4 separate regions of the Mus musculus genome follow, and all the other regions are linked to region 3. Evidence: chromatin contacts called from public Hi-C data. All regions are on one chromosome and are shown on one strand. The core of a region is the stretch at or near the end of the contact, and the rest is flanking DNA. Distances in the headings are between cores, read along the strand shown. Region 1 overlaps Atrnl1 (attractin like 1). Region 2 overlaps Gfra1 (glial cell line derived neurotrophic factor family receptor alpha 1). Region 3 overlaps Atrnl1 (attractin like 1). Region 4 has its middle 7.8 kb from the start of Gm41875.

Evidence for each region. Hi-C and Micro-C count contacts between places; a contact is called where the count stands out from the background.
Region 1: a contact with region 3 is called in a Hi-C map of the N1E-115 cell line, with 5 times the contacts expected there. The contact joins two enhancer-like sites. A contact is called at or near these places in 4 of 484 Hi-C or Micro-C datasets (MC3T3-E1-derived osteoblasts, the N1E-115 cell line, cerebral cortex and 1 more).
Region 2: a contact with region 3 is called in a Hi-C map of the N1E-115 cell line, with 4 times the contacts expected there. The contact joins two enhancer-like sites. A contact is called at or near these places in 3 of 15 datasets of contacts at CTCF or cohesin (the NIH/3T3 cell line, large pre-B cells and pro-B cells), 2 of 484 Hi-C or Micro-C datasets (the N1E-115 cell line and liver) and 2 of 115 datasets of contacts at active chromatin or transcription factors (bone marrow-derived dendritic cells and large pre-B cells).
Region 4: a contact with region 3 is called in a Hi-C map of the N1E-115 cell line, with 3 times the contacts expected there. The contact joins two enhancer-like sites. A contact is called at or near these places in 2 of 15 datasets of contacts at CTCF or cohesin (large pre-B cells and pro-B cells), 5 of 484 Hi-C or Micro-C datasets (the CH12 cell line, the N1E-115 cell line, liver and 2 more) and 1 of 9 other capture datasets (embryonic stem cells).

Annotation. Positions count from the first base shown.
Region 1 is chr19:57,822,683-57,828,661 of GRCm38.p6, forward strand. The region is part of intron 26 of Atrnl1 (attractin like 1); the gene reads left to right. Among named protein-coding and RNA genes, the nearest start is that of Gm52385, 100 kb to the right of the region's middle. Within about 2 kb of position 2,744, at least 50 of the 459 cell types and tissues checked have an H3K27ac peak or open chromatin away from gene starts, as enhancers often do. A contact at or near this core is called in the N1E-115 cell line and muscle stem cells, where this site is marked.
Region 2 is chr19:58,239,542-58,245,575 of GRCm38.p6, forward strand. All of the region lies in intron 9 of Gfra1 (glial cell line derived neurotrophic factor family receptor alpha 1), which reads right to left. Among named protein-coding and RNA genes, the nearest start is that of Gm41875, 10 kb to the left of the region's middle. Within about 2 kb of position 4,755, at least 21 of the 459 cell types and tissues checked have an H3K27ac peak or open chromatin away from gene starts, as enhancers often do. A contact at or near this core is called in the N1E-115 cell line, where this site is marked.
Region 3 is chr19:58,059,531-58,065,137 of GRCm38.p6, forward strand. All of the region lies in intron 28 of Atrnl1 (attractin like 1), which reads left to right. Among named protein-coding and RNA genes, the nearest start is that of Mir5623, 11 kb to the left of the region's middle. Within about 2 kb of position 1,406, at least 63 of the 459 cell types and tissues checked have an H3K27ac peak or open chromatin away from gene starts, as enhancers often do. A contact at or near this core is called in the N1E-115 cell line and muscle stem cells, where this site is marked.
Region 4 is chr19:58,221,853-58,227,585 of GRCm38.p6, forward strand. No RefSeq gene overlaps it. Among named protein-coding and RNA genes, the nearest start is that of Gm41875, 7.8 kb to the right of the region's middle. Within about 2 kb of position 4,264, at least 9 of the 459 cell types and tissues checked have an H3K27ac peak or open chromatin away from gene starts, as enhancers often do. A contact at or near this core is called in the N1E-115 cell line, where this site is marked.

The DNA.
Region 1 (5,979 bases), core at 1,494-3,993, 240 kb before region 3:
CCTACATTCCCACTGCAGTAATGTCCACTGTGCAGTGTCCTTTATCACTGCCCCCTACATTCCCACTAGAGTAATGTCTCCTGTGCAGTGTTCTTTATCACTGTCTCTACATCCTTGCACCTGTCTTCAGCCATCTGGTCTACCTTGCCTTTTATGCATCCTGCTAGACTATTCTGGTTCCTCATCTCACACCCTCCTCTTCTTCCCTTGATCTGTGGAATCCATGGCCTGAGTGATTTTTATTCTGCGCCTGCGATCTCTGCCTGATATCTGTTCAATTTTTTATTTCCCCTCTACTTTCAAAGTCTGCCTTTTATATATTACCTCTTTGTCTCTGAATGACTGAGGTTTTATCTGAAGTAAATAATGTGACTTCATTCAATAAAACCAGGTTTTAGTACAGCTATTCTCAGCCTGTGAGTTGTGGCCCCTTTGGAGAGAGTCTAGTGTCCTTTCACAGGGTTTCTGGCTATGGTTGGGTGGCCACAGCATTGGGAAAGTTGAGGCCCACTGCTGTAGAGGCTCAGCATTCCTTCATCTGGAGCACATTTCACTGTGTTCCTTTATGTTGGGTCTCTGGTCCTGTAGAATTATGTATATGTTTAACCAGGCCAACATGTCTGGTGCCTCTCCAATCTTTGTGTTTGCCCAGAGCTGTTCCCTCAGTGGCCCCCAGGAGACCGCTGTGCTTCATGGCCTCTCAAAGAAAGACTGAAATGAGTTTTTTTGAGATACATCTGGGAAAGCTTGCATAGTTCAATATCTGTCTTGATTTCTTCTGTTCTCGTGGAGAAGATGAGTGTTAGATTTGATTTTCACTTCCTCAGTAAAGATGGGGAGAAGTTCTATGTTAAATGCCTTCAGGCTCATTCAGGATGACACACCCTCTTTGGGAACAACCCTGGAAGAATGCCCCCATTGAATGTTATTTATTTGCTCTCTAGAGTCCTCTTTGCCTTCAAAGCACGGTGACTTAACACCCAGTACCGTCAAGGATGAACACGAAGCTTGGAATCTTATATTTGTCATAGAAACCATTCATTTCTGAGAGGAAATGCTGGGCATTCCAGCTGTGCAGGGGGCACCCTTTCCAGCTGTGCTGTTGGCAGCCTTTCCAGCTGTGCTGTTGGCAACCTTTCCAGCTGTGCTGTTGGCACCCTTTCCAGCTGTGCTGTTGGCACCCTTTCCAGCTGTGCTGTTGGCACCCTTTCCAGTTTTGCTGGGGGTACCCTTTGCTGCTGTGCAGGGGGCACCCTTTCCAGCTGTGCTGTTGGCACCCTTTCCAGCTGTGCTGTTGGCACCCTCTCCAGCTGTGCTGGGGGCACCCTTTCCACACTTTTGAGCTGTGCTGTTTGCACGTGAGCTTGGTCTTCCTGTCTGCTTAGATTTTTTATTTGCCCAGGGTACACTCTTGTCAGTTGGTCCCTGGCTTTCTCTAAGAGGGAATTGGTCTCTCTGTAGGTAGATGCTTGTCAAGTGTGTGGAGTAGAGAGAGAAATAAGTCTGAAACCTCGTGCTCCATCATCTTACAGACCTTCCTAACATATTAGTGTTAAAACTAAGAGAAGTGATTACCTACATCTGAAGCATTTTCTATGTAGGATATTTGCCTGCTAAGGAAGTTATGACTATTATTCCAGCTATTGTAAATCAATCACTAGTGTTTTAGGGAAGTACTAATAAAATAATAATTATGGGGGAACATATCTCTATGAGTTGTCATGGTATTGGGAAACATGATTAATTTACAATAAAATTAAAATATATTATAACATTAAAATGCATGTGAAGATTAATGCATTTATAATATAAAAATCCATTAACTAATTTATGCCAATAATATCAAGTGATTGTGTAAATTGTCACTACTCATATAAAATTGGAGACATTTTAAATAATGTCTATTTAAATAACTATTTAAAAATCAATTACACTTGAGTGGTAATGTTGGTCAGAAAGTCTTGAGCACATTTCCCAAGGACTTGCTGGATCAATGTGGGCAGCATCCTGTTTATTCACAGTGCTTTGTAATTATATTGTTGCTTTGCCATTGGATTCTCATTTGTTTAATGAGAAAACATATTGGATTGACTATATTTCATTATCTGATCCTCGGACAGTAATTGTGTAAGAGTGCCAGGCCTCACAAGCTGGCCTTAGTTTCTCATCACGCAGAAATCACTCTCAAATGTTTTTAGAAATGCACACACCATTTCCTGCCTTCCTTTATTATTTCTGTTAGGGCCTTGACTCTGCAGCCAGACTTAAGGCTGTGATTTCAGATGTAATGTTGAACAAAGACTTAGCAATAGGCATTGTGTTTTGTTTTATCTGTGAATGTTTAGAATTAAAATTCTCTCTATGTATGATATATATATATATATATATATATATATATATATATATGTGTGTGTGTGTGTGTGTGTGTGTGTGTGTGTATGAATAAAAAAAAGCAGTGTCACATTAGTCGCTGGTAGCATCAGAAGCAGTTGACCTTTTAAATGAAAGGTCTAGAGCTCGAGGTCTTCAACTGTCTTATCTGGCAGCCACCCTGGGAACAGGCCATCTCCAATGCTGCCATTTGCCCTGTTCTTTGGGAAATTGAATTACATCTGACACAGCTTGGGCTGCGGCCTTGTGAGATTTAATGGAGATGTTTATTCTGGCATCCTGAGACTGAGCTCCATCCCTTACAACCCTCTGTGCCCCAAATGACTCAGTACAAAGTCCCATTAGTCAGATTGAAAGTTTGACTCCGCCAGCCTTAAGTGTAAGTCTGAATTGTCAGGAATCTGATTGCTAAGTGCTTGTAGTCATTTCTTGCCGTAGTCATTTCTTGCTTCTTGTCATTTCTTTAACACAAACCTTAAACCCCAAGTGCTCCTTTCAGACGGAGGAGGAGCTGGCTTCCCAAGGACACACATCCTAAGCAGAGCCCAGGCTCCTTTCCGCCCATGAATCATGCTGCTGTTCTTCTCGACAAACAGCAGGCTTGTGTCTTCAGCCTCCCCTATTTTTATCTTCATCTTGAACAGATTTCTGCTTTAAACATTGGCTTTGCATGCTTTCACCTCTACTGCTGTAGCAGCGCCTCCTCTGGTGGATATATAATATGAGTCTGCTTGTGCTTTCCATTTTTTTTTTTGTCCTAAATTCATCATTTGTCAAATCAGTCCATAATTTAGGAAGAGAATATGCTGTTCCGTGGGAGCAGGGCGTGGGGGCAGCTGAGTCTGCAGGATAGTACAGCCCACTGCAGTCTGCCTTAGCATAGACTGCTCACCTTCTCCACTGCACCTGTACAAAACATAGCCACAGCCCAGCCTGAAGGGGGAGCAAGTGAGAAGGGCACAGCGGCCCGCGCATGTGCGTGTGTGTCACCAACTCAAGAATGACAGATGTTTCTATAAGTAGGCAGTGAGCTTCTCTGGCTCTGGGCTCTGAACTTCAGGAAAGTTTTGTTTCCATATTGTACATGGGTATTTTTAGAGGTATGTGGGGGGGGGCTTTGTAGAATCTGTTTTTATTGAAGTCTAGGTATTATGTCTGAAACGGTGATGTGTTCTAGATGACAGTGTAGTTGTTAACTTAAAAATACAGATAAATGGACAGACAGACAGACACAAATCTTGCACTGTCAAGAATTTGAGATCTGTATTGTTCTGAGACAGTTTACAGATTTCTGTCACTTCTCTGGACCCAGCTCCCTTCAGGATGAGACAGTGAGATACAGCTGATCAAACCACAGCAGGGCTCTGTGTGTGTGTGTGTGTGGGGGGGGGGTTGTAGATGATAAAGAGTGGCTTTCACAGTGCTGTTCCTCCACTCTGGGTCTTGAGAGCAGTGTTCTTGCTTTGGGATGTAAGCACAGAGTGTTTGAGGAGAACAAGACACTTGTCTCTTATCAACACGTTGGAACAAAAGACTGACTGAGGTGTCTAAGCTGCCTTGACAATTTCTGCCCTTAACTTTCAGCATTTACTTGTCATTCAATAATCGTCTGAAATTGCCAGCATTTTGTCAGAAAGTCCTGACCATGCAGAGCTATTGAGGCAGTGTTCTCTCCTGACAGAGAGAAGCTCTCCCCCAGATCTTCTGCCTATACAGTTATTTTTCGCTTACTGTCTTCGCAACTGCCTCTTGAAATGGAATTCATGCCCTTTACCCTACACCTGTTTCAAGTGTGCAGTTAATGGTGTTCGGGATGTTCACAGAGGTCTACAGCTCCACACCTATCACCACAGTTGAGGATGTGTTCGGCAAAGGAAGCCCCAGTCCCTCGGCCATCCCGCTCATGGCCGTGCTGGTACCCACCCAAGTTCTAGTCTCTCCCACCTGTCTCTACAGTCACCTCTCCAGACATTGCCTTTGCTCAAGTCCTGCACCACGTGGGCATTTTTTGGCTCACATCTTTCACTTGGCACATTGTTATTAGACGCGTTCTCACGACCGGCCAGGAAGAACACCACAGACCAGAATCTTCTGCGGCAAAGCTTTATTCTTACATCTTCAGGAACAGAGTGCAAGAAGCAAGAGAGCAAGAAGCAAGAGAGAGAGAAAAGCAAGAGAGCGAAAAAGCAAGAGAGAGAGAAAACGAAACCCCGTCCCTCTTAAGGAGCATTCTCCTTCGCCTCGGACGTGTCACTCCTTGATTGGCTGCAGCCCATCGGCCGAGTTGACGTCACGGGGAAGGCAGAGCACAAGTAGTCATAAGATACCCTTGGCACATGCGCAGATTATTTGTTTACCACTTAGAACACAGCTGTCAGCGCCATCTTGTAACGGCGAATGTGGGCGCGGCTCCCAACATCTCCCCCTATCCTTTTAATAAGAGCAAATAGGCCACCCATATTAATGAGAGTGGAGATAGAGGTCAAATCCCCAGTGTGTAGGTAAAGGAGCCATGTACAGGATTAGCTCTTAGGCTTACAGGCTTTTACCCAGAGCAACCCTGACCTGCTCCCGTGTCGTTTTGCCTGGGGGAAGGGAACTAGGACACTGAACCTTCATGAAAGATGACATGTCTCCCTAGAATAGGCTCATATATGCCGCAGAGCCTTTCCATTGCAGTGCTTAGCCTTGCAACTCTCTCGGGCTGCTGAAGCACACTCACTCCATCCCGTGCAATGAGTCTAGCCTCGTGAGATGTAAGAGCTGAGTGGCCAGCGACCTATTGCCTAAGCATAGATATATCAGGGGAAGCTCCATGTTCTAGTCCTGCAAGCGCCTGGGCAATAACCACCTTGTCTCTCCTAGTTTAGGCCTTAAGCTTACAGACCAATCAAAGAAGCAACACTAATCCACAGCAAAGTGTATCTCCAAATAATATTAATCCCACCCATTTTTTAAAGAAGGAAAATGCTGAGGAGATCCAATTGGGTAATCCTTTGGTCAGCGACAGGTCCAAGCGCGTGGAGTTGACCTGAAGTCTCAATTCCCGAAGGATCTGTTCAAATTCAGCCGTCCAATTCTGTAACATATACTGAAAAAGACTTTTTGACAAATTAGCTGTCCTAGTAAATTTAACATACTGAATGGAAGTAACACACAATCCCGGAAACTTTTGTTTACATCCCAGCTGAGTTATTTGTCATAATACATCTAGTTGTATCTGGACAAGATCTATGAGTTGATTAACCAGCATGAGACCTCTCTGTATCTTGACATTAGCTGAGGCCTGTTCGTCTATGACTGTAGTCACTGAGGCTGACAAAGTGTTAATGGTGTCAGTCGTCTGGACCTGTCCAGACAGAGCCAAGGCTGTCTGAATCAAGGCTAAACCCAGTTCCTAGTTAGTGGTAAAAAAGCAGGAGAATACTTGAGCATTATACATCACCATCATTGGGAGTGGAAATGTCGACATTATCCCCCAACGCTGCTCTCTTTTTATTATTGACGCCCTGGACATCACCAAGACGAGGGACATTAGTATTCCCTTGGTCAGTCTGGATTTTTCGGGTGAGTCTTTCTGGTAACCAA
Region 2 (6,034 bases), core at 3,505-6,004, 180 kb after region 3:
GAATCAATATAAGAAATTAATGAGATATTTGGCATTCTTTCTTCTCAGGTCTTCAAAATACACTCTCTGACCCTGCAGGTCTCTGTTCAGGGATGCCCTAATTCAGAGCTCAGCAGCTACCTGTCACTGGTAGCTGTCTCAGGGATGGTACAGGAAGGGGCAGGACACTGAAGAAAGAGCTTTGAAGGGGTGACTCATTTATCTTTCTGGGTGTTAATTTGGGGAAAGTGCTACTTTCAAACATCACAACAGACATGCCTGCGTATTAGTATGTAGAGACCCCCGGAAACCCATTCCTTTGCTGATTTGTCAATGCCCCACCCCAGTCAACAAACAGCCAGCGAGGAGCTCTTAATGGTTCCTAACGGTGGGTATGGGGGCAGGGAAACTGAAAGAACTCAGTCCCTGGGCTCATGGGGCTTCTTGTTTCCTGGCAAAATATTCCATGTTTGGAGTCAGAGCACACGGAGAGACTCTCAGATGGATACCCTCCAGGAAGCATAGAGCCCTACAGACCCTGTGGTGGTTTGAGTAAGAATGGCCTCCACAGTCTAAAGTTTGGTTCCTAGATGGTGAACTGTTTAGGAAGGATTAGGTGGTGTGGCCTTGTTGGAGGAGGTGTGTCAGTAGAGGTGGGTTTTGAGGTTTCAAAAGCCCACACAAGAACTCTCTGACTCTGTGTCTCTCACTGTCTGTCTCTGTCTCTGTCTGTCTGTCTGTCTATCTGTCTCTGTGTGTGTGTGTGTGTGTGTGTGTGTGTTTGTGTGTGTGTGTCTATTGTCTGTTTCTCTCTGTGTGTCTGCAGATCAGGATGTAGAGTTTTCAGCCACTGCTCCAGTGCCATAGCTGTCTCCCTTTGGACATGTTGGCTCTTCAGAGCAAAATGTAACAATAACTAAGATACCCCAAAATTAAAAAACTGACTCCAAGATAGTTGCTAGAAGCTGAGCAGTGAAGGCCTAAAGCTCTTTTCTTCTTAGCTGGATCAACTCTGCCATTGGGCTTATGCCTGAGGATGAAGTGGAAGGGGCATTTCCAATACTCGGACAATTACAAAGAACAGACTTTGAAAGCTACCCAGTCAGTACAACACTTGTTTTACAAACATGGACAAGTTAAGCCCAGAGAAGTTAAAACGGCTGATGTGCTTGTGGGTCAAAGTCGTTTTTCAGTCTCTGCCTGTTGTGATTATGAAAAGATAAAGGGATATAAGGGTATGTTCTATGGGGGTGTGGTGAGGTATGGGGGAAGAGGATGTCTCAGCGGGCCCATGCCAAGGCATCCCTTTCCCCTGAGGGACCAGCCACATGACGGTATAGCATAAACTAGAGTTTATTTAGGGCATGGGGAGGGGAAGTTAAGAGAGTAGTAGAGACAGAGAGAAAGGCAGAGAGAAGGAGAGAGGAGAGAAGTAGAGGCTGGCCATGACCATGTGGAAAGAGGGGAGAAGGGAATGGGGAGGAGGAGCAAGAGGCAAGGGAGAAAATCAGGAGTAAGAGAGCCCCTTTTATAGTGGGCCAGGCCTAACTGGTTGTTGCCAGGTAACTGTGGGGAGGAGCAAACCTGGCTGTTGCCAGGTAACTGTGGGGGTGGAGCCCAGACAGAATACCAACACTGTCCTCCCGAAAATCCACACAAGACCACTTCCCATGACGCCCACCCTCAACCCTAACAGTAGCCTTTGACACCAATGGGGAGCTTGTTTATCAGGAGGGCAAGCCCTGGCAAACAGTCATCACCTTTGCATTGACGGGATACCTGAGCGACCAGCTCTAAGGGCATGACATTCATTAGCAGGCTGCCTATGAGCCACTGTGACTCATGGAAGATATTCGAGGCTAAAACGACAGCAGGCTCACCGGAGGAGTAATTTGTTGACCATAATGCTACTGGGAAAGCATCATAATCTTTACCTATATTTGCATATGCCAGCAGTGAATATGAAGTAGAAACCTTTAAGCAGGCTTCGGGAACAAGACACTGTGAAGCATCCCCGGCTGCTCAAAGGTCACTAAATGTTATGTATAAGAAGATCAGAGGGGAAATTGGAAGCGGAATTACACTTACTCAAAAGCCTACTTTTAATCTATAATAATAGGAAGCCCCGATCCGCTGCTCCGCTACCTGCGGAGAATAATGTGTAGAGCACCACGTTTTATTCCTAGTCAAGTCTGGAATTGTGCCCAGACACCCAAATGGCCCTGTATCATTCCACTCTGCCCTTTCTTCACTAGGCCTTGAGCTACAAAAACAAAATCCCCACCGAGGGACTATGCATAGCTAAGTAATCCATTCACTGACTGGTTTGGGGATGCAGAAGGACCTCTGTGCCATGATACAGTGTGGCCTTAAGCTTTTTATTTTATTTATTTATTTTTTTGTAGTGTGGTCACAGGAAAGCAGCAGCACCTCAGGGGACCGTTGCAGCCCCCAAGAGTTCACAGCTGGGTGCCTGACTCTCCCCGTCACCTGACAAGCACCAGTGAGCCTGGGATTTGCTCAGTGCACTTGTTTGGTTCCGTCACTGAATCCCTGTCACCACAGAACCTGGTACAGCTCGAGGAGACTGTTCCCCTGGTTAAATAATTACGATGGGACTTCCAGTAGCTAACCAGAAAGGGCTGCTGTCTTCCCAGGTGTCCTCATGGTTTCCCATTCATATGGCTAGACTTCTATGGCCCATCACTGAGGACCCACACTAAATAAAATGTTTCTAAACTCTCCAGGAGGTCAACACGTCCACACCTAAACTGCCAGCTCAAGAATGGATGCAGTGATTATTTACTGGCTCTGGAAAATACACTCAGAGCATCCCCAAGGTTGTATCACCTGGGGGCTTCTGTTCCCCAAACAGCATCGTATGAACCTCTAACAGTTAACCTGTAGCCTGTAGGGCCATCCTGGTGGGCATAACTACACAAAATGCCGAATCCAAGTGAGAATATGCTGCCCAACTTAAAGAGGTTTCCCATGGTAGCCTTCCCAGTGCCCACACTAAGAGGCCTGGCTTTCCACAGGCCAGGGCAAATCTATAAATCCCGCTTTCAGAATACACTTAGCAAGCTTCCTATAGACAAAACTGGTACTGTGGATGTCACCAGGAGTGTGAATAGGGTGAACACAGACGTCTTGCAGGATCTACCCGAATCCAGCAGGGGACAATGTAAAGTGTGTGGCCCTGAGTAATAAAAATCAAAGGACTGTACACAGATGGGAGATGTTTTAAATCCCTGACTGAGAAGATACAGGCCAAAGGGTCCATGCAGCTCCTGGAATTAGCTACAGATCAAGTGTGATCAGCAGGCAGAGGAGCAGAAGGAGGCTCATAGGTGTGAACGGTGGCTGGCTTCGAGCTTAGGAATCTTGTATTCAGCATGAGTCCCAGTGACCTCTAAGGATCAGAAACATGCTACTACAGACCCAGAGCCTCCTGGAGAAAATCTGGGTCTTAAAGCCCGTTCTACAAGCCCCAGGAACAACCTGTTATTTCTGCTTGGTTGATTTTCATCCTGAATGTTTTTTAAAAGGTCATTAAACAATCAGTCTTGCTATCAGTTATGATAAATTCAAATGTAAAGTGGCAGGGAATCACACATCTCAACAACTGTTGAGTGATTGCCGAGTACTTATACACACAAACACACACACACAAACACACACACACAAACACACACACACACCAAATATCATACACACATAGATACACACAGACACCCCCACTCACACATACACACCATACTCATATATATATACAACCACCACACTCACACAGACACCCCCACTCTCATACACACATATAACACACACAGACACACCACACACACACCACACATATACACACCAAATACCACACACAGACACACATATACCACACATACACACACCAAATACCACACACACACAGGGACACCCCCACTCACATATACACACAGCACACACACACAGCATACACACACACATACACACATCCAACACTCACACAGACTCACATACACACACACCACACATACACCACACACAGCATGCACACAAACATTCACACATCACACATACAACACACACACACAGCACACACACAAACATGTACACATCACACACACAGACATAGACACACATACATACACACCACACCACACCCACACACCCACACACCCACACACCACCTCCTGAGACTTGATACAGAGTAAACTAAACTCAAAAGTTGAAAAGCAGCTGTCATCAGCAAAGTATAAACTGGTAAAGCCAAGGTCCAAAAAGATAAGCTGGCACAGCATGTGAGGGTCTGCTGTGGTTCCCTGCTCCCTGATAACGATGTCACACAGTCACCTGACTCAGAGCTCCAGCAGCCCACACCTACATGGACACTGCCCTAGCATTCTCTGGCTTTAATACAGGATGGGTCTCTAAAGACAGGACAAAAAGGGAAGTCTAATCTGTTTCTGTAATAGTTAATTTCAACAACTGTTGCAGTAGGCTGAAAAAAATGAAGAATTATTTAATGTCCTTTATGAAAGTGTGTTTCCTATCGGTTAGTTCCTGGTCCTGTGGTTTGGTCAAAGACTCCTGACTCTGCTTTGTGTGAAATGTCACCATCAAGATGCAGTACCTGGCGGTTTTCAGCTCAAGGGTTAAGAAAGGCAAGTGGATGCCTTCCCTACAGTCTAGAAAAACCACAGCCCAAAAGCTTGCCCTTTAGAGTCTCCATAGGCTTTGTCCCTCCAGCAGCTGTTACACAACTGCCCCTGGTGCTAATCAACAAGTCCAGGCTTGTCACATAATAGAATTTCCAGGGCTCTGTAATTGGGAGGCCAGACCTCACCAGACCCTGGCACCAGAGGGTTAATAAATGCATTAGACGCTGTTAACCTCTGGTACCTGGAGTCAGAGTGGCCTCTCTGCCTTTTTTCCCTGGCCATCAGAATTTGCAAAGCCAGTCTTGGTGCCAATAGCACTCTAGTGCAGAACACATGGACACACACGTAATTTATAGCTGGCAGCGGAGTCCCCACCGGCTTCTGCCCACAGTAGGCTCTACAGGACTTTGGGGACAGCTCAGGTTTGTGAGCAGCGTGCCTGGCCTGTTTATGGAATTGGAGACTTAAAAGTATGCCCGTGCAGAGCCTGGCCTTTGCTGCCCCAGGACTCCATCTCTGTGGAGAAGCCAGTGTTTAATCTCGGGTTTTTAGGCAGCTGTCAGCCAGCAGGGCATGGAACATTTCTCTGTTCTCCTCCATGCGGGAGAAAAAGCCGTCAGTCCGTTCTCTGCTCTGACTCCAGGAAATAAAACCAGAAGAAGCTCGCAGTCCAATAGCAACAGACTGTCCAGGCTACAGGCAAATGGTCATAATTAATGTGCTCTGGCTCCTTTCTCCCCTGCTTTACTGATTACAGAGATCTGCTATATTAGGAACCTGTTTGCTTAATGACAGAATACAAGCAATAAACAGAGAAGCACACAGGCTGTAAAACACAATCAACTCTGCTCTCACTAAGTACCTGGCTGTATCTATCACACTTGTCAATACCAGCTCATTAGCATAGGAGCCTCTTCTGCCACATCAATGGGACTCTGGCTGGGGGAAGCCATATCAAGAGGTCTTTCTGAAGTACTGGAGACAAGTTTAAATGAGCATGCTTGACTTTCTCTTGGGAGAACAAATGGACAGAGAAGGGTGTGCACCTAATCCCAAGAGAAACTGAGCAGGCTAAGTTGCTACGCAGACCCCATTTCTCGACTGGTTACTTACTCACCTGACGATGTACATTTATAGTTAGTACTTGTTACGTAACGAGTCTACTGTGCACTTGATCTGCATCTGCCCAAATGAACTTCTGCAGGTAAAGAGAAAACAGGAAAGCAGCAGCCCTGGGAGAGTCCCTGCTAGGTTGTGAGCTACTGTGCTCTCAAGCCTTTCACTCTGCAGCTTTTTGACTCTGAAGTTTTGGGATTTTTTTTTCTTCTGAATTTTGGGAGAACTGGAGAGGTTTTTATTGCCAATCTGGTCACAAGCAGTTGGCCAGCCTTTCTAACATC
Region 3 (5,607 bases), core at 156-2,655:
AAGGTAGCTGTGTGTTGATTAGGAACACGGAGGTGCAAAATCTTACCTGCAGTTACCAACCACACAACAGAAGAAACCCCAGTCTGAAGCCTTCTTGCTTTGTCTCTTTCTCTAAAGTTTATGGCTGCAGTCACTGTCCTCTAATGCGTTCCTGACCAGGAAGTAGTAAATAGACCAGAGAACTGAGGGAGAAAAAGGCGCTTACAGGAAATACACAAGGCTTGCGTCTAATCTGCTCTGTTTCAGGATTTAAAATGACAGAGCAAAATGGAAAGCCAGCAGGGATTTTTAAACATGACTCAGAGATCAAACATGACTCCTTTTTGTCCCAGAACACTTCACACTCGAACCCCAGGCTTCACTGCTGCTGGTGCGCGTCCAGACTCAGTCCTGTAATTGGTCAATTTACATCGTGTTTGTCGCCAGCAGATTAGGAAGGCACAGGTGTCAGATCTAGGAAATCCGCAGAATCTCAGCCTTGTTGAGACTAATTGGTCCAAACGATAAAATGTTAATTAGAAAATAAATCTAAACCTTTATTTTTGTAACTTTGATTGGTGTCCCTCTTTCTTAAATCCCTATGTATTCACAAGGTTAAAAAAAAATTTCTTTCCTCTAGAAACTATGAGTGTTAAATGTGAGAATTACCAAGACTTTTCATTGAAAACATCAGCCAGTTTATTAAAATGTATTCAGTTGCTGCAGATCCTTAAAATCATGGTTCACATCTATCTATACCATCTTTAACGGGAGAGAGCGGTGGGAGACAGCATCAAAGCCTCCTTGCGGGAGGAAGCCCAGAACCCCGGATGTGTTCCCCGTGGGGGGGGGGGGGGCGCTCTTTCTTCTCTTGCAAGGACAGCAACATTAGCACAACAGCATCAGACAAAGGAGAGTTCGTCTTGTTCATACCCCTAGCTTGTGCAGCTTCCTTCTCCACAGGCTTGAGAATACCCCTGTTCTCACAGTAATAAGTCCCAGGTCTTAATTTCCTTTCAGTATTTGGAGTCGCCACTATGCTATAGGATTTTCGGTGCTAGAATGTTTGCACTGGATTGGTAGCTGTCCCTCAAGGCTGCTGCCTTGGGAGGTTATATACACTTGAGTCATTAGTATTTGGAGACCGAGGATGACTCTAGACCCATTGAGTTTTTCTCAGCCAAATACCTGGTACTCAGCACTCTACCTTACAGCCAGCTCTCATCTGACTTCGGTAGCCTTTCCCTGTTTCCCTATTAAAGTTCGCCTGCTGAGGTGACCACTGATAACCAGTGATGACCACATCTGTTAATGTGACACTTGATGAGCCCTTACTTCATTAGAAGTCAGTCTGCTACACTCTGTCTCTCTGACTAAGCTGTGGGCAGCACAGAAGAAGCAGGAGCCGTCTCGCGTTACCACAGCAGTGCCTGTCAATCAGACCCTCGGGGCTTTGAGAAGGGAATGAATGACTGTGTCTAACTTTACACGTGCAGAAGAAGAAGCCTGGAGGCCGGGGAAAGGCTGCAGTGATTTGCACAAGCACTTATGAGACAAACATCCTGCCTAGCTCTAGCCTAGAGGACTTTAGGTCACACAATGGCGTGACTGTCAGCCGGGGTAATTTACATAAAAGCAGTCACGGAGACGATCTGATTCTCTGCCCGTCTGTAGTTGGCTGGGATTCCAGACGTCTAAGGAAAAGAGCTAGGAGCTACTGTCAGTGAGAAATGTGTCCTTGTGTGTGTGGCCATGAGCACATGTGTGCACATGCATGTAGTGGGGAGGCTGCGAAGGAAGGCTACGTTTCTCTTCTGCACACTGCCACATACCTCAGGCTATCACCGTAGGAACCTGCCCGCTTTCCTGGAAGCTCATGGATATTTATACGTTATTGGTTGAATTTATGATGAAAACTTAATGTATAATTTCTCTAACATTTTTTGGAAAAAATAAATGAAACAAACGTCTTACAGCCTGGAAATATCCACCAAAAAAGTCCTATTTCTTTCCAGGATTTCAGATATATTTAGGTTTCTTTTATGTAAGTGGCATCATTTTTAATGAAGTCCTATATTCTTCATTTTCAACAAATGTTACATAACGACTCATTAAAATTTCTTCAGAAAAAAATTCAAAAACATAATTTTAATGACTGTATAATATTGCATTTTATGGATGTATCATAAATGTCTTAATTATTTCTTCTTCTTAGATATTTATGCTCTTTCCAGGCCTTTTGTTATAAATAATGCTGTGATGAGTCCCCGAATAAAACTTTCTCTTCCTCTCAGACTATTTACTTAGGCCACATCTCTAGCTCTGAAGTTAGCTCATATGTACACACGGTACATTGCTAGGTTTTCAATACATATTGCTAAGCTACATTTCAGGAAATATTTTTTCACAATTTATTTGCTAGCTAAGGCGTTGTGAATGTCATGGAAGACAGACATAAGGTGTAGCCACAGCCCCTTTCCGTGAAACTGAAACTGTGGGACAGAAGGGTATGGTCCTTCTGCAATCCAGGAGCAGATCACAAGGGCCTAACTGCAGGCCGGTGAACTCCGCAGGCCAGCCGCCTGGCAGAGGCTTAGATAAGAGGGCAGAACAGCAGTCACCTGACAGAAAGACCAGGCCACACTTCAGCACACAGGGGACCTGGTAGCAACATCTTCCAACACGTATCAAGTGCCTTTGAAATGTGCAGTTTACCTATCAGGTGGTACCCAAGCATTCTGAGAGAGACCACTGGCTACCGGACACCCACCTTCTTGGTGCATTGCTTCCTTATGTCCCCCCACCCCGGATCACTTGAGTAACTGTACTCCAGGGCACAGACCATCACCCTTGTGTTCACTGTGACCCGGCCAGCCCATCTGATTTGATTACTGATCCTATCGTGGATATCTTTATACATGAGTCAAGCTTTTATGTAAGACAGTAAAATATTAAAATGCTTAAAAGCATAGACTCTGGAGCCAGGCTGTCTGAGCTCAGTTCCTAGCTCTGCCATTTCGTAACTGCAGGGTCTTAGGCAGGTTCCTAAGTCTCTCTGGTGTTGTCTTCTCATCTACAGAGTGGATAACAATAGTGATTCTCTTTAGACTTGCCATTCGGATGTGCTACGACTTACGTCAGGTCTGTAGTGAGTACTGTATAAGAATGCCCTGCTATTTCTTTTGAAGTTACTAAAAATTAGATTCAACGGAGGAGGGAGCATCCGGGGGTGAGAGTGCCACAAAGCACCTGCTGGAGCTTTGGGGATAAAAAGAAATTTGTTCTGACCTGACTGGGTTCTCTAGAACAGTTTAGTTATGTCATAGAAAAGTGTGTGTGTGTGTGTGTGTGTGTGTGTGTGTGTGTGTGTGTGTTCTGGGCCTTCTAGAAATATATGAAAGTAATATCTTCTACTGAAGATGAGGACCATGGCATTTCTATTCCTTCAGAAATGCCCCTAACATTAGGAAAGAAGTGGCTTGCTTAGCCACCAATATTAAAAGAAATCTAATACTGCATTCTGGCCATAGTGAGAAGCTTCCTACGTTAACACTTAAAACCATAGAACCTTCCCATAAATCACAGCCCAGAAACAAGGGTGGCCACCCACTGAAGGGTCATTTACCTTCTAAGCACCTCTTAAGCCTTCAGCCTTTGTCCTGGGTTCACCTAGACAAGTCTCCCCTGGAGGGTGAGGTTGTTGGTGCGCATCCAGAATTTAGCCTTTCTGGTGACAGACATCACATTCTACCGAATGTTCCTAACAAATAGTTTGGTGACTTGGACACCAAGAAGCTATCTGAACAAACAGGAAACACTTGACCGGCAGAAGTGGCCTTGGACCTCAGTGTCTGTAAAGTCTAGGCTTTTTTTGTGGATAAATGAAATTCATAATCTTCCAAGGGGCTTTAATTGAATATTTGGAAGTCTGTATGAAAATAATCAACTAAGTCAGAGTAAACACAGCTAGACTAAACAGTGTACGTCTTCAAAGGGAGCAGCCTAATTAAAAAGATGTATTGTCCTTCCTGGATGCAGCCGTCCGTGCTGTTTTTAGTATTGTGCCATTGGGAAATACAACTGTTTCTGAGCAAATAATTTAAACTCCCATGCTGGGGCTTAAGTGTGGTTCCCCTCCCCTTTCTCTTCGTGCTTGTTCAGGGATAAAGCCTTGCGAATTCTTCAGGCACCAATCAGATTTATCATCCTGTGCCTTTTGATGACATCCATCTGTTTATCTGAGAAGCCATTAAAGACTTATTGAGTTACAGAGTATGGAGAAAATTGGCTTATCATCTATGGTTAAATCCAATCCTTGCATCTGCCATCTTCTCAGCATATGTGGTATATTCTGAAATTACCCTGACTTGCAGACCCGCAGTACAAGCATACATTCACTTCATAGCCTTTTTCATGCCGTTTCTGGAGAATTTCTAATGCATGAGCAATTTGTAGTCCTGGAAAATGTTGACAGAGAGATGTCAGTGCTTTCTCTTGTTAAAAGTTCAAAACCTAATAGGGACTGCGTCAGCTTGTAAGGCGAATTCGGAAATGGGCGCTGCTCAGTCCTGAGGCTTGTTAGGATTTAGACAAGCTCGCTCAATGCAAAATTCAACTCTAAGGTCACAAAAGGTAGAACTGTGTTAATCTGAAGATAAAGATACATTCATATCAAGTCAGGATTCAAACAGACAAAGTGATAGCTCATCACAAACGGAGTTAAATAAACACCGGCAGGGAAGCCGATAAGACAGAGCAGCCAGTGTTGCTGGGGATGGCTAGCCAGGACTTCAGGGCTTATCTCACTAGTGGAGCAGCCTGAGATGCTAAAAGTCCTGTTTCCTGAGCTGGCCGAGGAAGCAATGCCTGTGGGTCAAGAACTAATTGAAATAAAGTGAATATTCGCAGTTTCCTGTAGATATTGTTACATCCTGACTGCAGGAACCCCGAGGAAGCAACAGTAAATCAGCAGCTACTTCACTCTGCCAACTTTTCACGAGTTTGTCAGATAAATAGTGACACACCAACACTTCCTCCGTTTACATATGTAAATCAGGCTGGTTGGTTTGCATATGTAAATCAGGCTGGACTTCTGGGGAGCCTAGACTTTGTGGGAGTTTTCAGGTTACACCATAGCTGCTCCTCCCTGAAGGCTAGCCGTGAACGCTGTTTATCAGCCATTTAAAGAATATCCTTCTGCTCGAATTTAACTGTGTGCTCTCATAGCTTTCCTCTGTGGACGATAAGTACCCTGAGATAGGAGACAATACCCATAGAACAGCGAGCGTAATCAACTGAAGCCTGCATTCCTGTTACGGCTGGCTTCAGAATGGTATTCCTTCATCTTGCTTGGCTGTAACCTTCACACAGCCTTGGTGTGCACTGTCAGCAAGCGTGCTGTTTTGTAAGTCATGGGCAATGCCACACAATCAGAGAAAGCCACTGCCAAGGCAAGATGTAGACCCCAAAGCACCAGAGAGTAGGAGAGTCTCCTGGGTGTGTTTTTAAATTCCTCTGCAAGATAAATGTGAACAGGGTTGAAAACAAGCCAAGCCCTCCTTTGCGGTCGGGAGTCACAAGATCCGTGATTTGAGAACTATGCTCTTTCTTCCAGTACCACCCACACCC
Region 4 (5,733 bases), core at 3,014-5,513, 170 kb after region 3:
TAGAAAGCAGTGAATAGATGGATATGTATGGAGCAAGAAAGGTGGCTTAGATCAGAGCTGGGGCCTGTGTGGCCTGGTGGGGAGGATGAGAGTGGTTCATCCAGGTGCATGGGAGAGCCACAGAGCAGAGGGAAGACCGCACCCCACTGGCCAATGTTAGATTGGTCTGCAAGGAGAAAAGCCAGCCAGAGGGCATGGTGAAGTTTGAGGCTGGTGACTAAGGGATCCTAGGCACCCAAACTTAACTAAAGAACTGTGGGCGCCTTCCTCTACACCCTATGTGACCTCCTTCACGTCCTCTTCGCCTGCGCAGGAGCCACCCAGGGCCTGCTGCTTTAGCTTAGCCTGGGAGTTGCCCTAGCTCACCCTCACCTTAGGTGTGCAGCCCAGCAAACTCTTCTTCCATCTGTGTCCACTGTGCCCACCTGCTCTGTGAGCATCCCAGATACCCTTTGGCATGGACCATGGCCACAACCTAATTCTTCGCATTGCCACTTGCATGCTGTTCTCTGCCTCCAACCCCCAGTATCTTCACACAGCCATGCTGGCTAGACTGCTCTCTTCAGCACATCTAGCCCACTTCCATCTTGGCCTGGCTGTGCCCTGACCTAAAGTTGTTCCTTTCCTGCTTCAAGGGCCTCTTAAGCAAACAAACAAACCTCCAACAAAAAGAACCTACTTGGACTTTAAGTATGAGCACATTCTAAAAGAGACGTCCTCTGGTCACCCAGATAACAACCAGAGCACCCATGTGTTTCAGTGATAGATGCCATGTGTGTCTGTGGTACTGGTTCCATGACAGAAGCTGATTATCTGTGTCACCTCACCTCATCCTCAGAGCCAACCAGATAAGGTACCAGTGACATAGGTGCCGTTAGCATTCATATTTCATGTATGTTATCTTTTGACAGGTGACATGTGTCATTGTCACATCCTCATGCTTAGTTGCCATTGTGAACACTCCTCCCGTTACTGTGTAGTTTCAGTGAGAAGGCAGACCTGTCTCTGTTATTCTCAACTGTACCCAGCACTCATAAGGATGCCTGGAATAGGGCAAGCATTAAAGTCTGCAGGGAAGGCCAGAGGAGGATAGTGGGAAGGGACAATGACGTCAGTGTAGGCAAAGAGTTCAAAGAGATGATGGGGTCTTCCTCGGAGGCTGGGCATACTGGAAGCTGAGTGAGACCGTGCAGTGGGGGAGGGGGTGATGTGCTCCGTGGGTTTAGGGTGCCAGCTGAAGGTGGGAGCTGGGATAGATGAGTTCTCTGGAGGAGGAGACAGATTAGCAGAGGGCAGAGAATGGGATCTGACTGTTCTTGTGAAGGACTTGGGCAAATCTGAGTAAATCCCTTTAAAATATCACCCACAAATTGTGTATCAAAAGGACAATGTCTCACTCTCCGCAGAGCAAATTAAGAAAAGAAGAGTCCAAGTGCATACCCTGGTTTCTATAGACCCAGAGATTATGAATTTAATTCCACGGGTTTCCTTGAGAATCTAATCCTTTTGTGGCCTGGACAAATGACACGGCTTACCAGAGCCAAGATAACCCAAGGTACGGCATCTAAGGCCAGCCAGGCTCCCCACACCTGAAGCCTGATGCTCCTTTTTGCTCCTGAGGCTTTGCCAAGTTACTTCACATGAGTCTGTTTCCTCGTCAGCAAAGCTGAGAGAGGTCTGTCTGCTCTCCCCCACCCCCGGGTGGCTACCGAGATTTATTGTGGTACCTGCATTTGTGTAAGCCATTAGTGGAAGAGGGCACCCTGGAGAAATAATCTTTGGCTCCAATTGGGAAAAGATGGAAGCCAATCAGGGACCTAAAACGGAAGTGGGTTTCACGGTGGGAGCTGTGGACAGACCTGTAGGATCTAGACAGCACCTGGTCAATAGGACTTGATGTCTGCGTGCGAGGTTTACTGCAGAAGGGAAGCTGGATACGAGGACTCCTTGTGCAGACAGTGATCCTACTGAGAGGTGGCAATACACTGTGAGTTGCTCCAGCCCCCACACCCTGGTTTAGGACATTTTAGTGTCCTCTGGAGGAACCACTAGCCCAGCCCTCTATTGCTTTTGTTCAGCTATCAGACTAGAGCAAACAGCTGTCACCTAAAGCCATTGCTGGCATCCCTGGGCTGCGCATCTGACACGGGCAATCTCTTAAATTATAGTGGAGAGTATTTCAAAGGACACTTAATATTCTGTAAAAAAAAAAATTGCCTTTAAAACTCCCCCGAATATATTCAAGTATGTAGATGTGTTCTGCAGAAGTGGATGGCGCATTGTGCATTAAAATACCTTGCAATTTTGGAGTTGGGAGAGGTCATGAAAGCAAGTCAGGAAATCAAAGGAGGTCCCAGTGTTGAAGGGAGGGCTGAGAGATGCTGGGCTGAAGGAAACTGTGTCTGCTGTCGGCCAACAAAGGTATGCAGGGCCTTCCTCTGCATATACAGAAAGAGGATTATCAGGAGCATCACACTGGCTGGTAGGAGGGGCCAGAAACAGCTTGGGTGTGAAGATGTTGTGCAAAATGAATTCCTTTCCCTTAGGAGACATCACCTGAGAGCCCCGGGAGAGAAGGGATCACAAACCAGCTGTCAGAGCATGCTTCTTTCCTCTTACAGTAATGGGCAGTCACGGAAGGCCACAGGCCACAGCCGGGATCCTCTTTCAAGGGAAGGAAAACAGGGCTGAGGTGAGGGCTGTGTGGATAATGTTTTTTGGGGGGAACTCTCCAGGAGGAGTCAAATTCTCCTACAACTGCAGATAAAACTCACTTTCCATCACCATTGGTATAGTATGCTTCCTGCATGTCTTCCAAAGACCTACATGTTGAAGGACTGACTGACCCAGACACTGGTGCTATAGGGAGGAGGTGCAAGCTTTGACAAGTGGGGCCTAGTAAGGAGGTTGAGGTCTTTGGAGGTGTTCCCTTGCAGGGGATTGTGGGATCCGGTCATTTCCTCCTTGTCTGTTTATGTCCCATTGTGAGGTAGATGGTTTTGCCAAGATTTCCTCCAGTGATGGACTTCCAAAATCATGAGCCCAGTCAATCAATCAATCAGTCAGTCAATCACCAATCCATCAATCTTTCTCTCTTATACTCTCTTATATGTATATTTACATGGATGTATGTATGTATTTATGTATGTTTGGTTGCATATATATATGGTCGAACATATGTATATATATGCATGGTTGCATGGGTATATGGTTGTGTGTATGTATGTATGGTTGTATGGTTGTGTGTATGTATGTATGGTTGTACGTATGTATGTATGTATGGTGTATGGGTGCATGGTTGTATGTATGGGTAAATATTTGTAGAGTTATATGGTTATAAGTATTTATTTATGGTTGTATGTGTTTATGTATATATGTATGTATGGTTATATAAGTGTGTATATATGTGTATATGATTATATTGTGTATATGTGTATGTATGTATGTTTGTATGATTGTGTGTATGTATGTATGTATGGTGTATGGGTGTATGATTGTATGGTTGTATGTATGTATGGGTATGTGGTTTTATGTATGTATGGGTATATAGTGTATGTGTATATAGTTGTATTATGTAAGTGTATATGTATTATGTATGTGTGTTGGTGTAGATGATGCAGATATAGATGATGTAGACATTTGAACACACACATGTAGAAGTCAGGTCAAATTTGAGTGTCATTCCTCAGATTCCAGTTACCTTATCTTTTTACATTTTAATTTATTTTATTTTCTGAGACAGAGTCTCTCACTGGGATCTGGGGTTGATCAATTTGGCTGTCCACCTAGCACCTAGGATGTGCACGGTGGTTTCCCCTCTCCCTAGCATTGGGATTGAAGTGTATAACACCAGCCTTAGCATTTCAATGTGGGCTCTGGGGTCTAATTCACGTCTTCATGTTTGCAAGGAATGTATTGACTGAGCCATCTCCTCAGCCCCAACTCTTCCTCCAAAGCCTTTTGAGAGACTTTAAAGAATTTTGTACATGTATAATAATGGGACCGGCTCATACTGACCCTCCAGTTCATTCATCACATTCATTTGTTGAGTGTGTGCCAGGGGTGTGCACACCACATGCATGTATGTAGACCAGAGGACTTTTTCTCTTTTTAAGATGGCTTCTCCCAGAAATTTGCTACAGTAATGGGAAGCTGACCTCGGTCTGCACACTTTGGACATTCTAGTTCTGAGGCAACGAGGCAAACAGAGCTGCACTGATGGGGTGGGGCTTCTCAGAGGGGAGAATGCTGCCCCTTTCAAAGTTGTCCAAATGTGGAGCAGGATTGGCAGAGCATGCTAATGCTAGGGCCAGGCAGGGACAAGTCTTCCCTAAGGCAGCTCCTTGCAAAGGATCGGAAACACAAGCCATGTCTGCCTCACCTCTCTCATGTGCCACTAAGTCAGTGAGGATCCAGAGGCAAGTGATGTATGGGGATGGCTGTAGGGGCACCTGCGATGGCCCTCAATACCTCAGAGCTGAGCCTTGCACTTGCGCAGTTACAGTGTAACGGGTCAGCTCTGCTTCTTTGAGTGCAGTTTGTGGGCAAAGTGGCTCTTTAAAAACACTTTAGCTGTCTTTTGTCGCTTGGTTTAAATGTGTGCATTGCAGCTACTTTAATTGGTTCCACGTCTGGAATGAGGGACCGGAATGGAAGCGTGGCTCTCTCTCGGGGGAGCAGTCCTGACACTCCGATGGCTTGTCATATTTCTTTTTAAATCTGCTATTCTTCTCCTCCAGACGAGGGAGGTGATCTAATTATCTTCTGAGACAAGCTCACACCACAGTCTAACCAACTTGGGCTATTCTCAAGCCGTAGCACCAAGTGTGGGAGGAGGAGACTGCAGTGTGTGGAGAAACTGTGTGTTCTCATGACCTTTCCTGATCAGCAGCCAGGAGACTATCTCGCCACAAGGCCTGAGTCCACAGCTACCATAGTTTACCTGGGTGCTGGCCTTGGACAAAGGTTAAAAAAAAATTCCATCCCTCCTTGGTGATGTGGCTTTGCACCAACTCTGCCTTCTCTGAGAGGCAGTTTCTTCCATTACAAATTGAAAATAGATTCTATCTTGAAGCTGTGGTTGCAGTGAGAGCTGATATAATCTAAGGCATGCAGCCTGTCCATCTTGTGTCTGGTGCATGTGAACTCTTGATAGCTAGCAGCTGCTCTTCAGGAGCCCCCCAGGAACATATCTTCAGGGCTGGTTATATCCTGCCAAGAGCTAACCCAACCTCTCTTGGACTGGGAAAGCCCTGCCTGGAGCTGACTCACCCGAGTATCCAGCCACTGGGTGAGGGATTTTTATAACTCTGCCATGCACACAGCACACACCAGGTGCCTGGAGGTGTTTCTTCCCAAAATTGAGGCAATTAATCTTGCAGGCGGTGCTGTAGGGATGCTGCGGGTTGCTTCCTGGGATGTGTGGCTGCAAGAGGGAACTTTAGCCTCCAGAGAGCTTTGAGGCAGAGGGGGTCATCACCTCTTCTTTTTGTAAAGTAGGACTTGGAAGCTGAGATAGTGGCAGGCAGGATACAGCCTGGGTTTCCTCTGCATCTTATTCTCCAAAGCAAAAGTAATAAAAATATGTGGACATAATAAAAACTACTTAGGTAATAATGCCTCTCTCACGTATTGATATCTATCACTGTGTCTACTATTTATTTATGATCTTTTTTTATTTCTATGTACTTATCTATCAATGTTTTCTCTTTGTTATATTCTGTCATCTACCCA